Regions from separate parts of the Mus musculus genome. Here regions 1 and 3 are each linked to region 2. The links are chromatin contacts, called in public promoter capture Hi-C maps. All regions are on one chromosome and are shown on one strand. Each heading gives the region's core, a stretch centred on a gene start, on an enhancer-like site or on the middle of the called end of the contact. The rest is flanking DNA. Distances are from core to core; before and after follow the strand shown. Region 1 holds the start of Hacd3 (3-hydroxyacyl-CoA dehydratase 3). Region 2 holds the start of Dis3l (DIS3 like exosome 3'-5' exoribonuclease). Region 3 overlaps Dpp8 (dipeptidylpeptidase 8).

Region 1 (4,506 bases), core at 1,327-3,826, 680 kb after region 2:
TTGTCCTGGAAGGAGGCAGAATTGATCACCCCCCACAATGCTATGGAGTTTTCAACCCTTTGAAATTCATATAGCAGCTGTAGGATACACTGGAAGATACAAAAGAGTATTGGAAAGCTGCCCAAGAGCCCAGAACCTACCTTAGGGACCAACGAGAGTGAGTACTCCTTAAGTGGTTTGTACTAAGCAAATGGATTGCTTCATCTTGAGCCGACCCTGAGCTACAAGTGGTTTCAACAGAACCCTAGTAGATTAATCAAGAAAGCAAAGAGAGGCAGCTCGTGTATTCACTAAAAGCACAGCTGGAACAGTTTATTGACCATTCTCTTATTGGCCATTACTATCTCATAGAACAACAGCTCAGAAAAGATTATTCTGAAAACAGAATGAGGCCAAGCCTAATGCACAAGTGTGTATAAAAACAAACACCTAGTCATACTGCCACCAAAGATATACCAGACACCCTCTCTCCCTTGACCAAAGTAAACACTATTTCTCCAAAACAGTTTAATCTTGTGTCTCTCTCCTTACAGTTTTTCAGAACAGTTTTATCAACAGCAGTGAGCCCCCTCCTCCATTTGGTCTCTCACAAACACCAATGCTCAAATCCTATAATCAGTTTTAACACACTCTTAACAGACACTGACACACACGGCAAAGAGTAGTTACAGTAAGCTTCGTTTTAGCTACAGGTGGGCTCTCTGGTAAGTTCTCCCAGTAAAAGGCAGACAAGAAGCCTTCTCATCTCTGGAAGTCATTTCCAACTCAACAAAAGAGAGGCAAAGAATACACCAAACCCCAGCTTTACCAACAGACATGTTCATGAACAACCTTTTTTGTTTGTATGTGATATGCTTCCTTTTGGACAGAATGCCCTGGAAAAGGTGCCTGGGCCTGGGAAAGTGGAGCTCGTCTGACTCATCTCTGTAAATCTGTGGTGTGGTATACATGGTGTTGACATGTTCTTTTAAAACTAACGCCTCAGACTAGCAGACGTGAAGCCCCAGAAAGATAAAGCCTCCATAGGGGTGAGGGACTCGTTCTTCCCAAAATTTCTTAAAAAGGACTTTTCTCTCCAAAAGAAATGTTCTCCTTTCTTCTCCACCTTCACAGTGTTCACTGTTAACGTGTTTCAAACTCGAATCTCTGGGCATGGTGGTGCACACTTGGAATCCCAGCACTCAGGAGGCAGAGGCTGGCAGATCTCTGTGAGTTCCAGGCCAGCCTTGGTCTACATAGTAAGTTCCAGGCCAGCCATAACTATATAGCATGACTGTCTCCAAAATACAAAAATAAAAATTAAAAACAAAAACTTTTTTTTCTATTTTAGCAAAGAATCTTGTAGCAGAGTAGAGAACAATAGCACAGAGAATTATTCATCCTATTCTAGAGTAGCATTTATTCGGGTTTGCTTACACCTTAAATGAAATTTACTGCTTACTCAAAGACATTCTGGCCAGTATTAGCTTCATCGTTCACAAGGGGAAATTATTTACATTCCAGAAGCAAAGATTAGACTCAAGTGGACATGGGCACCTAGACCCTGCAAGAAAATAGACCAGATGAATTGATGAATTCAGACAGGTATCTAACTGCGAGCAAGAAACAGTTCAGAGGAATGAAGATTACAATACCATGGATGTCAAGGAGACTAGGGAAAGAACATTCCAGACCAAAACCACTCGCTTCACACAGAATACTGGATGGTCTGGTTAGAGACATGGGAAGTTCCCAGGGATTTGATTTGCTCACATTAATAGGTAAACGTGGTGAAATGAATACTTAATGTCACACGATAATTTCTTTACGCAACTTGCTAAGGCTGAGCTCGCAGCCTTAAAGAGAGGATGGAAATCATTTCCTTGGTGAGCGGAGGTGTGGTGTAGATTTCTATCACTGAACGGTTGGGGGGTTGCCCCCCGCCCAGCCCAGCGACGGGCCTTGAGAAGGTCAATGGGCCGCCCGGACTAAACCTCAGAGGCCAGCGCTGACGTCCTGCTACCGCACAACAGGCCACTGTCAAGCCGCACTTTAGACCCACGGAGCTCATCCCACAATTCAGAGGGCCTTAGGCAACCCGAAGGCCAGCCGCCGGCTTCCAGGACTCTGCTGAGGCTCCCCAGGGCGCCTACCAGGAACAAAGGGGATACCGGGGCCAAGCGCAGAACGCCGGACGGCACCTGCAGCCCCTAAGGGAGACCGGGGCGCTCCACTCGCGGTTCCTGCTGGCGCACTGCAGGAGCGCAAACGCACAGGGCGGCCGACGGGGACCGGGGGGCCCCCGATCCTGCGCGCAGCCCGCAGCCCGGCCTTTACCTGCACGTCACTCAGCTCCACGCGCAGATACAGCTCGCGGTGTCGCTGAGCCCAGTAGACATGCGGCGTCAGCACTTGAGTCTCCATGGCCCACGCTGTCCGGGGGAGCGGGGAGGCTCGGCTTGCTGCGCCTCGTTACCTCGGCCTGTGAGCCGCTGGAGCTAGCAGAACGCAGGCCTCAGACCCGCACGCTCCGCAGCCCGCAGCCCGGCTGTCTCGAGATAACCCACGCTCGCGGCTCGCGCTTGCGCAGTGAGGACCGGGGCGGGAGGGCGGGGCGAACCCAGCGAGGGAGAGGACGGGGCGGGACGTGGGAGAGGCTAGCGGCTGCGCCACGTGATCAGCGGCTCAGTGGCCTTCGGATCAGAGGCTTTTGAGCTCCTCGCTTACCTCCTGTGGCGCTTCAGAGAGGTCCTTGCACAAGAACATGAAAGTGAGAGGCTCTAATCTACAAAGAAAGGGCGGATTGGCGGCGTATGAAGAGGCTTGTGTGCAAGGATCCCTTCCAAGTTTTTTTGTATGATCGCAGCGTTTAGTGAGAACCCACTTCCTCCCTGGGCTTCAAGGCCACACACAGAAAGACAGATGAGCCATTCAAGACATACATTGGTGTTGCTTTTTTTTTTTCTTCCTTCCTTCCTTTCTTTCTTCTTTCTGTCTGTCTTACTATGTAGCTCTAGGTGACCTGAAATTCACTTGGTAGACCAGATCCAGGGACCTGTCGTCTGCTTTTGCCTCCCTTGTGATTTAAAGGTGTGCAACACCTCCCCTGGCCTCAGGCTTCCTGTTTTAAGAGAGATGGTTTCCATTCACTGCCCAACAAACAGAACAGCCCATTCGTTATAGCTATCTACATGAACTAATAAGCAAACAAACAAATCAGTTCCTTGGCATCCCTAGCCCCGTCCTGAGCATTTGAGGACCTGGATGCTGCAGACAGGCACTCTACTATAACCTCAGCTCCTTGTAGTGTCATCATCTGTTTCTAAGTTTTTCTGTAAAGGAGCACAGCTATTATGGGCCCATTTCCAGGGAAATCAATAAGGAGACAGAGACAGAGAGACAGAGATTAGTAAGAGGACTAGAGGACTAGAGGACTATAGCCTAGTCGGTAGTGGGTTTGATCCCCAATAGCACATAAATCAGGACTAGTGGTGAACACCTGTAATCTCAGCACTTGAGATGTTCAGAAGTGCAAAGTCATCCTTAGTTACGTACTGAGTTCAAGGCCAACCTGAACAAACAAAGGAAAGGGAAATAAAGTAGAGTTTATCATCCAGGCTAAAAAGTACACGGTGGTGGGGCAGGGTGAGGGAGACTAGAAGGCAAGGCCAGGGGCAGGGGGATGGGAATAAGGCTTTTATGATGATGTCAGTCAAATGAAAAAGAAACCACACTGTCCTCTCTAGAGACTGCCCCCCCCCCTCCTAGCCCTGTTTGGCTCAGGGCCATGTCTCCCTTCTCAGAGATCAGTCATTACTCCTGCAGAAAGCTTTCATTTGGTCCTTGACACTGATAAAGGCTATTGCCAGGACGTACGCCTAGTTTCTGCTGTTGGCAAGAGATCCTGCTTGGCTCTGATGTTCACCTTTTTACAGACTCTTCTGATGCTTGAAGGACTTAGAGGAGGAGCTGCTGTAGATGGGGATGTAGATTATTTGGTAGAGCACTTGTCCAGCACACACAAAGCCTTGGGTTGGATTCCCAGAACCACCAGGCCACGTATACCAATGGTCCACGTATGTAATCCTAGCACTTGGAAGATGGAGGCTAGAGGATCAAGCGCTCAAGGTCACCTGGCCTGGGATGCACGAAGCCATGTATGAAGCAAAAAAGAGAGGGTGAAGGGAGTTGCTGAATTCAGCAATTTGGATCCTCACCTATGCACAAAACATCTAACCAGTTATCTATAACCAAAACCAAGTTTGTCTGTCTAAGCCACAAAGGGAGAAACACTGACTGAATAAACCCAGGCATCTAGTGGGCAACAATCAGATCGTATACCTATAACCTCCTAAGTATGCCAGAAAGGTCAATAACTGCTCCCAACCTTTACCAGAAAGATCAGCTCATCAGTTACAGTTTAAAGGAAATCACACAGTTGTCCCCACCTGAGTTGACACCATCCTTCCATTACCTGCCTTACATGTTGGCTGTGGCCTTTTCCCCATATTTTCTCCTTCCCATCTG
Region 2 (4,561 bases), core at 604-3,103:
AGGGACCTTTTCTAAAGGGGGCAGGGGAACCGGTACTGAAAATAAATAAATAAATAAATAATGCAAAACAGATACCTCCGGCCTCTCTGGTGCTGCACAGCTTGACAGGCCGTTTGCATGAAAATAACTCCCTTCAACTCCGGGAACTCCAGAACCTCGAGGTAATCCTGGACAACTTTCCAGTCTGGGATCACGTAATGAGTGACTTCGGCAGCCAGGAGCTTCCCATCTGAAACATAATTCAGAGTGGAAGCCATTAGGTAACATTTTCAAACCTGGTTTATGACTATTTCAATGTCACAGTGCTCCCGGTGTGCAAAATAACTTCTCATCTTAATTTCACCTTGAAGTTTTTAAAAGACAAGACAAATCTACTTTGGTGGAGGCTCAAAGTTCAGCTCCATTGCTCCCCCTCCCCTCAGCTGTGATTAAATACAAGCCCAACATGGTTTATGTTGTAGCCAGCACTTCTTCGAAAGAATGATATTTTAAAAACAAGTACGTCCCTGGAAGAAACTAAATTTCTACTAAGCCATCACAGACATGCATGAGCACTGACTGCGTTGGCTACTTACATATCCATTATATCTCTATCTACATATACACACGTGTATATATATGTAAGGGCAAGAGTGCACATGTGTGTGTGTGTTGACCCCTTGTAAGCATCTAACAATTCCAAGGCTATTCGGTCTGAAGCTTCCTAACACGGCTACACGGTTCTAGGGTTGAGGAGAACGTCCTAAAAAGGATGCGCTGTTCAATCAATGGGCTTCCACTCAACTGACACCTTGGTCAAGCTGTGACCTCAATCATGTATTCTGAAAAGACCCCCTCACGCTCATCTCCCACTAGGGGTAACAAACAGCTGGAGGGTCTGCGTACTGGCAGGAGCAGAGCAGGCAATGTCAAATGTCCAGCCAGCGTAATACGCTCAGGAGTAAGGTGCCAATAGCATTTTCGGGCAGAAAGGAGGAGGTGCCTACGCCCTTAGGTCCCCCTGGAAAAACCGAAGCATCCGGTGCCTGCAGGCTCTTCCACTTAGCCCGGCTATTGTAGCAGGCAGGTCCGGAGAGGAGCGCCCCTGAGGCTGCAGAGGCCGGTCCTGCCTGTGCCGGCCACTGGGAGGGAAGACTGGACGCACCGGGGACGCTCCAGGGCCGCTCCCGGCTGCCCCAGTACCGCCGAGCCCAGACGGTTATGCTCGCTCCGGCTGCCTACAGTCCGCGAGGGTCTGGCTCCGCCCTTGATGCCAGCGCTAAGCCGCCCTCGCTGCTCAGCTTCCCGCTCTCCTCTCTCCTTGGGTCCCGCTTCCTTCACTAGGGCCCCGCCGCCATCGCGACGCCAGGCCGGGATTCCCTTTGCTCTTTGGGCCTCTGCCACCCTCGCTCCTCAGGCCTCAGGTCCCTTCGCTCGCGCCCGGCAGCCTTCGCTACGTCAGGCCCCGGCCTCCCTCGTTCCTTTGGTCCTGGCTTCCCTCGTTCTCCGAGTCCCGGCTTCTCTCGCTCTCCGAGCCCCGGCTTCCCTCTCCGGCTCCGGCCTCCCTCGCTCTTCCCGCCCGGGCCTTCCCGGTCCACCCCGGCTCTGACCGTTGCGGCAGGCGGCAGGCTGCGGGCACAGCGGGCTGTTGCAAGGCACGCTGGGCCGCAGGTAGTGTTCACGCACGATCCGCAGCGTCCGACCCTGGAAGGTCCTCAGCAGCAGCACCTTCTCCCGCTTCTGCAGCATGCTGGCGGCGTCGCCCGGCACTGTGGCCGGGAAGCGGCGGGCGGCGGGCGGCAGGCGGCAGGCTCAGGCGAGACCGAGGCCTGAGGCCCGCCCCTCGGGCCTGGTCGGGCAGGCAGCAGCGTTCACGTTCCCGCTACCGCTACCGGGAGCGACCTAGCCAGGGCTGAGAATCCTCCGGGCCCAGTCCTACTCGCGCCTTTTATTCCTCTCTGTGCCTTAGTTGTCCCCGGGCGGGAAAAGTGTAGATAAACTTCACCCGAAGAATCCTCGGGTGTGAAGGTAGGATGTGGCAGGTAGTCTAAGAGTCGAGTGTAAAAGGATTATTATTTTTATTTTTATTATTATTTTTTTTACTTTGTTTCTACCCACAGGCCCGTGTGCGAAGGGCTGCCATAGCAACAGAGGTAATGCCGGGCAGTGATGGCTCATGCCTTTAATCCCAGCACTTGGGAGGCAGAGGCAGGTGGATTTCTGAGTTCAAGGCCAGCCCGGTCTACAGAGTGAGTTCTAGGACAGCCAGGGCTACACAGAGAAACCCTGTCTCGAAAAACCAAAACAAAAAACAAACAAAAAACAAAACAAAAACCAGAGGTAATAACTGTAGAGTTTTCTCGTCCTTGTTTTTGCAGTATCTGAAAGAATTGAAAAGCTCAGCAAAAAAGCTGGTAACCCTGCTGGCCAAACCGGTTTTCCTCTTCAAAAATATGCTTATTTTAAATTTTAATACACGTAAACATTCAAACACTACAGATAAAATGAAAACCAGTCCTTCTGGGGTAAACACTCTACAACTTTTATAGCGCTGGCAGCCTCGGGCAAAGGACTTCTTAGAGCCGCTATTGACATGATCTCTAAGTACTGTGCTTGTAGTGTTTGACAAAAAGGACGGTATCTTGGGAGACCACACACCCTGGATTCTCCAAGCACTGAGCCCACTGGAGCAAGAGTATCATTTAGCTTCCTTAAATCAAAGGAGTGGGTGTTTATTTGTATCATTTTATAGGCTGTGAGGCTGCATTAAGGGAGCTTAAGTGCCCAAGGATACCTAGTTATTATGTTTCAGAACCAATCTTGAAGCTAGAAACTGCTCAACTTCAAAGCAGGTTAAGCATCATCTAGTCACTGGTGAATAAAAGAGAGAGCGCCTGCACCAAAGGAATTTACTGCTTGGCAACCTTTGGTTAATGTGGCTGGCCCAGTTGGCTGGAAACACCTGGTTCTTCCAACGCAGCTGAAATAAACCAGGACCAGTCTCTCATTTCACCCTAAGGGAATGCTAAAGGGTCATGGTCTCCTCCTCCTCCTCATATCTCTGTGTCAAATCACTTGGTGAAACTCAAGGTAGACTTGCACAAACAGGAAAATAATGTAGAGCTGGCAAACAGGCACCAGACAGTGCAAGGAGAGTCCCTAAAGCTCTCCACAGTGAAAGAGGCTCTCCCTGTCTAATACAGGAGTCAGTTCCAGAGAGACCAGAGGACAGTGAGTAGCCAAAATTGTTCTCTACATAAAAAATGCCTTAGATAACTGTCCACCAATCCCTCCCCAGCTCCCTTCCTATCTTTTTTAAGCCACTGATGCTATGGATTGGAAGAACGACTTTGATTAGGTACTAATCTGCCCTTAATATCTCTCCTCAGCACTTTGTAGCTAGAAATTGTCTGCAAATGAACCACCCTTTAAGGAATAGAGCATAGCTAGAGTTTTATTGAGAGTTGATTTTTATCAGTATTTAAAATAAGGCTGTAGCTTAGTTGGTACTTAGCCTCTCTTCCCCTCACACCCTCTCCTTTCTCTCTCTGCCTTTTTGAGACAGGATCAGGACATGTAGCTGAAGCTAGCCATGAGCTCTTACTTACCCCCCCCCCCCCAAGTGCTGGGATTCTCATGCACCCAGGCCTGGCTTTATCCATTATGTTGAGGACCATGATTCCTTAGTTCTTAGAAATGATGATGACCTATTGTAATAAGCCAGGCCCTTTTGCTTGGTTGGGTGGGTGGTTTGTCTTGTTTGCCATCTGAGACCTCTGGACCAAAAAAGTGCCTATCAGGCAGAATAAACTAATTTATGTTACAGAAATATAAAACTTAAAAAAATTTTCGCTGGGCAGTGGTGGCTCACACCTTTGATCTTAGCACTTGGGAGGCAGAGGCAGGCAGATTTCTGAATTCGAGGCCAGCCTGGTCTACAGAGTGAGTTCCAGGACAGCCAGGGCTACACAGAGAAACCCTGTCTTGAAAAAAAAAATCAGTTTCTTCACTAGTGAGATGTCTCAGCAGATAAGGGTACCTGCTGTACAACACAGATTGACTTTACATAAAATGTAATACATTAATTAGCTGGGCAGTGGTGGCACACACCTATAATCCCAGCATTCAGGAAGCAGAGGCAAGAGGATCTCTTGAGTTTGAGGCCAGCCTGGTCTACAGAATGGGTTCCAGTTCCAGGACAACCAGAGCTACAGGGAGAAACCCTATCTTGAAATTTGAGTCCCCCCAAATCAATAAATTAATTTAAAAAATTCTCAGTGTCTAGGTCAAGGTGCTGCATGGGTACCGAATGTCATTTTTGTAGGATCCAGGCTAGTGGAGTGGGGAATCTCTCTGGAACATTGTTGCTCAATGGAAAAAGGGGAGAGAGTCCTCTAGAAAGCCTCACACCAACAAATAACTCTTCCTGGAAGAAATGCTGTTGGTCTTGCCATTGGCCAGAACTAGTCACATGACCACACAGCCAGCGGAGGAGGTGTGCTATTCTTCAAGCTCTGAAGGCAAACACCAAGAACTTTTAGAATATATAAGCAACTTACCAGGAGGCTCTGGCCACCCCCTC
Region 3 (4,170 bases), core at 1,652-4,151, 730 kb after region 2:
TTAAAAAAATTCAATACTTGAATGGACATTTCACAGCATGCAGATACATGATAGCATAGGGGAGAATACACAAAGTCCTGAGTTGGCAGGAGCTCCAGGTCAGTACCTCCATGTGAGCAGAACCTCACACAGTACAGAGGGCAAGGAGGGGCACAGCTGCTTCAGTAAAGAGTCTGCCCTCATCTGTTTTTAAACTAATGTAATAATTGCTTATATGTATGCAGTACCCCATGATCTAGGGACTTTTTATAGGATTTGAGATGAGGTCTTACTTTATGCCCCAGGCTAGCCAGAATTCAGGCCTAAGTGAGTTTCCTGACTCAATCTCCTTAGTAGCTCAAGCTATCGACTTTGGTGCCCCTGCCCTCCTCAGCCCTCTCATTAGTTTGGGTTTGTATGTGTGCACACACAATGTAGGGAGGTGGTATGCTACAGCGTGCGTGTGGAAACCAGAGGGCAACTCTGCAGTTTTCTCCTACTGTGGATGGGTTCTAGAAATCAAACTCTAGAAATCACCTGACTTAGGCAGGCAGCTTTTTCCCCAGGAAGTCATCTCTCCATCCCTTTTTTTTTTTTCTCTATTTGAGATATGGTCTCAACGTGTAGTCCTGGCTGGCCTAGAACTCACTTTATAGGCTAGGATCTGCCTGCCTCTGCCTCCCAAGAGCTGGAATTAAAGGCGTGTGCCACCACTGCCTGGCTCCTCGTTTTTATCAGAACCTCTTTTTAATGTCTATCTTAGTGTCCAGAACTGCTAACTACGGTCTCATGTTGCTCATGTAAACTTTCTGGTAAATGTCACTAGGCTATCTGGTCATTAGACAGGCATCATAGAGTATATGCTTATACAAACCTTCATGCAGTGGTGACATGCAACAAGCATCCAGACGTGTAGGCTGCTACAGTGGAGCCCCAGTGTTCTAAGATGAACCTTCTTGTGTGTATGATACCAGGCATGAACCCAGGACCTTCTGCATACTAATTATTCAATCCATGACTGGGCAACACAAATACCTCTTAAACTCTCTTCATTAGCATTAGCAGGAGGACACTCCAAATAATGAATTAAAAAATATAGTATGAGCCTGGTGGTGCACCCCTGTAATCTCAGCTTTGGTGGAGCTGGGAGGCAGAAGCAGGAAGATGGCAAGTTCAACACCTGACTCACATGCTGAACAAGTTAAAGTCCAGCCTTGACAACTTAGACTAAAAATAAAAAGGGACCTGAGGGCTGGGTGGTGGTGGTAGTGGTGGTGGTGGGCTATGCTTTTGATCCCAAGGGGGGTGGGGGTGAGTAGAGACAGACAGATCTATGTGGGTTCAAGGAGAGCCTGGTCTACAGATCGACTTCTAGGACAGCCAGGGCTATACAGGGACACCTGATCTCAAAATAAACAAACAAAACCAGGACTTGAGGCTGTAACTCAGTGGTAAGCATTGCTTAACAAGTGTAGGGCCCTTGGTTCTGTCCCAGCTACCACACGCACCCACCAGTAATCTAGACATCTGTTAGCAGCCATTGTTCAGTCCGCCTCAGAACCCTGGCAGTGCAGTAGCTTGTTTACACTAACAGTGCCCCAAACCCAGGAGAAATGCACCGTGTCCCGCCAGCTGTGCTGTCATTAGACATTTTCAGCTCCGTTGTGATCCCACGGGACCACCACTTCATGAGTGCCCTGAGCTGACTGAAACACGAGCGTGCAGGGCATGGCTCACTCCTCCTCTCAGTAGCTACAGCTCCTTTTCTAGTAAAGCCCCAGACGCAGTCTCTCTCTGTGTCACTTTGAAGGGTAGTCTCTAGGGTGATAAAGTGATTTAAAAATCATACTTTTACACTAATTTGTCTAACATGAGAGAGATAGCCGGACTGATAACAGTGTTCATTAGAATGCTACATCTCGCTGTCACTCAGCAACAGAGACAAGGGGGGCCAGAAGATGGTCTTAATTGTCCTTGTCACTGTTACTTGAATGACATATTCTTTGGTGTAGATAATTTGGCAACTTTCTCTGTGGGGTGGATTATCTTACCTTACTTAAATCTTAACTATCTGAGCTAGAATGAAGTCTGCAGTTGTTTGGTATTTGCCGTGAAGCTCTAAGTGTGAGACTAAGTGTGAGCAACACAAACATGCCTAGACGAGAGTCAGTTTAAAAGTGGATCCCGTCACACTTACGCTTCAACGGGAAGAGAAGTAGGAAGCTCAGTTTCCTGGTGCTCGCCTCGCCGTGGACCCCCCTCTCACGCTCTGTATGCTGCCACGCAACTCCACTCAAGATGCGCCTCTCTTCCAGGTGCAGCTGGTGAACAATCGGTTTAAAGGAGTCAAGTATTTCCGCCTGAACACCCTGGCCTCCCTGGGTTATGTGGTTGTGGTGATAGACAACAGGGGATCCTGTCACCGAGGACTTAAATTTGAAGGCGCCTTTAAATATAAAATGGTGTGTGAACATAGAGCATTTTCTTTTCAAATGTTTTCGTTTTGAGTTGGGGGAGGATCTAAGTGACAGAATGAGGGAGCACGGGTTAGACTTGAGCAGTGGGAAGGAAGGCACAGTTGGGTTTACACTATACTCACTCCTGGTTACCTGTATGCAATGCCCAGGAGCTGAGGTAGAACCACTTCTGCACAAAAATACTCTTCTAAGTTGTACCCGCAGCTCCCTACAAAGCAGCCCCATCTAGCGTGCAGAGACCCATATGTAGCTAAGAAATAATTGAGATTTGTTCTGTCCTCTGTGAAGAGGGAAACCGACTGGTTAGTTCCTTCCTTGTGACAAGCCTCTTTCTCTCTGCAGGAAGCTTTAAATGCTACCTTTTAGAGATGCCCCAGGTCCTTTCTGCTGCTTTGGGAAATGATGACAGGCCGATGTTCCTTTTGCACTGTAAGGCAGTCCCTGTGGTTGCCAGTGTGTTGGACATGCTGAGTAAGACATGGGATGCTCTCCCACAGACAGTTCTTTGACCTTATGTTGTATTCTCATGTAAGTTTTTGGTTGTTTTATTTTTTTGGTTTTGGCTCAGTGAAGCGAGACTGTGTGCACTGGCAGGCCAGGTGATACCCTGGGTGGTACTGGCAGGCCAAGTGATACCCTGGGTGGTACTGGCAGGAACTAAGCCGTCCAGAGCTTTGCTAGAGGTAAAATGCTGGAAAAGAGGAAGTTAGGGCCTCAGGGGTAATGTCCTCTGTTTTGTTGCACTTAAGTGCTAAAAGGAGAAGTAAAATTAATCTCTTAAAGGGGCTGAATTTTTGTCTTTGGATAGAGGAAGGCTTGTTACAAGGAAGTTGCTGGCCTCTTAGCAGACAACAGAACAAACGAGTGGGAGACACGATGTAGTTAGGGACAGTGTGGGCAATGACAGGAAAGGCCTGGGGACTAAACCCCCATCAGAGTAGCAGGTCCTTACCTATAGAAGCATTTTTATTTTACATTTCCTGGGGCAAAATAGAATATCACTTGTTAATTAAACTCTAATCTGAAAAGAGAAACTCTCCAGGAATTTTTAGTAAAAACATGAAGCAGCATTAAAAAGAATTCTCAAAGACTCTAGTGTACATCAGAGCCAGTGAGCTTTCCCCCTCTTTGACAGGGTCAAATAGAAATCGATGATCAAGTGGAAGGACTCCAGTACCTAGCATCTCAGTATGACTTCATTGACTTGGATCGAGTGGGCATCCACGGCTGGTCCTATGGTGGCTACCTCTCCCTGATGGCATTAATGCAGAGGTCGGATATCTTCCGGGTACGTAGCTATTATTGTATTTCAGTTTTTGCTTGTTTGTTTTCTTGATTTCGGGTTTTTTTAGGCAGAGTTTCTCTGTGTAGCCCAGGCTGGCCTTGAATTCAAAGATTTCCCTGCCTCTGCCTCCCACATGCTGAGATTAAAGTTGTTCACCACCACCACCCAGCTCTCTTGTTTGTTTTTGTAATTAGATAGAATTCTGTTCATCGAAGACACCTGGAAGTGGTAATTTTTTTGAAGGCTCATGGTATTGCCAATATTGTAGAGACTTCTCTACAATATTGCTGAGTTTGTGTTTTGCAACATGGGAAATGTACCTTTTGTGTTAACATAGCTTTTTAAACACTTGTCAGCCTGAGCACCAATTTTTAACTACTTATACATGCCAAAGATTAAAAGTCATGACTAGTAAAACACACACACACA

What was found. Promoter capture Hi-C pulls out the DNA fragments that hold promoters and counts their contacts.
Region 1: a contact with region 2 is called in a promoter capture Hi-C map of erythroid cells, with 6 times the contacts expected there. The contact joins the promoter of Hacd3 here to the promoter of Dis3l in region 2. A contact is called at or near these places in 21 of 39 promoter capture datasets (the 3T3-L1 cell line, 3T3-L1-derived adipocytes, the C10 cell line and 13 more), 14 of 115 datasets of contacts at active chromatin or transcription factors (the 230-238 cell line, the NIH/3T3 cell line, the SCID.adh cell line and 11 more) and 3 of 9 other capture datasets (adipose tissue, liver and macrophages).
Region 3: a promoter capture Hi-C map of pre-B cells shows a contact between it and region 2, with 3 times the contacts expected there. The contact joins the enhancer-like site here to the promoter of Dis3l in region 2. A contact is called at or near these places in 8 of 39 promoter capture datasets (the 3T3-L1 cell line, the C10 cell line, HPC-7-derived erythroid cells and 5 more), 2 of 115 datasets of contacts at active chromatin or transcription factors (acute myeloid leukemia and large pre-B cells) and 2 of 9 other capture datasets (liver and macrophages).

What each region holds. Positions count from the first base shown.
Region 1 is chr9:65,019,141-65,023,646 of GRCm38.p6, forward strand. It overlaps Hacd3 (3-hydroxyacyl-CoA dehydratase 3), which reads right to left and starts at 2,577. Exons shown (of 11, transcript NM_021345.2): 1 at 2,317-2,577. The coding sequence starts at 2,403.
Region 2 is chr9:64,339,404-64,343,964 of GRCm38.p6, forward strand. Dis3l (DIS3 like exosome 3'-5' exoribonuclease) reads right to left here and starts at 1,854. Exons shown (of 17, transcript NM_001001295.2): 1 at 1,590-1,854; 2 at 76-229. The coding sequence starts at 1,728.
Region 3 is chr9:65,072,145-65,076,314 of GRCm38.p6, forward strand. It overlaps Dpp8 (dipeptidylpeptidase 8), which reads left to right. Exons shown (of 21, transcript NM_028906.2): 17 at 2,295-2,441; 18 at 3,592-3,744. Among named protein-coding and RNA genes, the nearest start is that of Igdcc4, 27 kb to the right of the region's middle. Within about 2 kb of position 2,902, at least 80 of the 459 cell types and tissues checked have an H3K27ac peak or open chromatin away from gene starts, as enhancers often do. A contact at or near this core is called in acute myeloid leukemia, macrophages and pre-B cells, where this site is marked.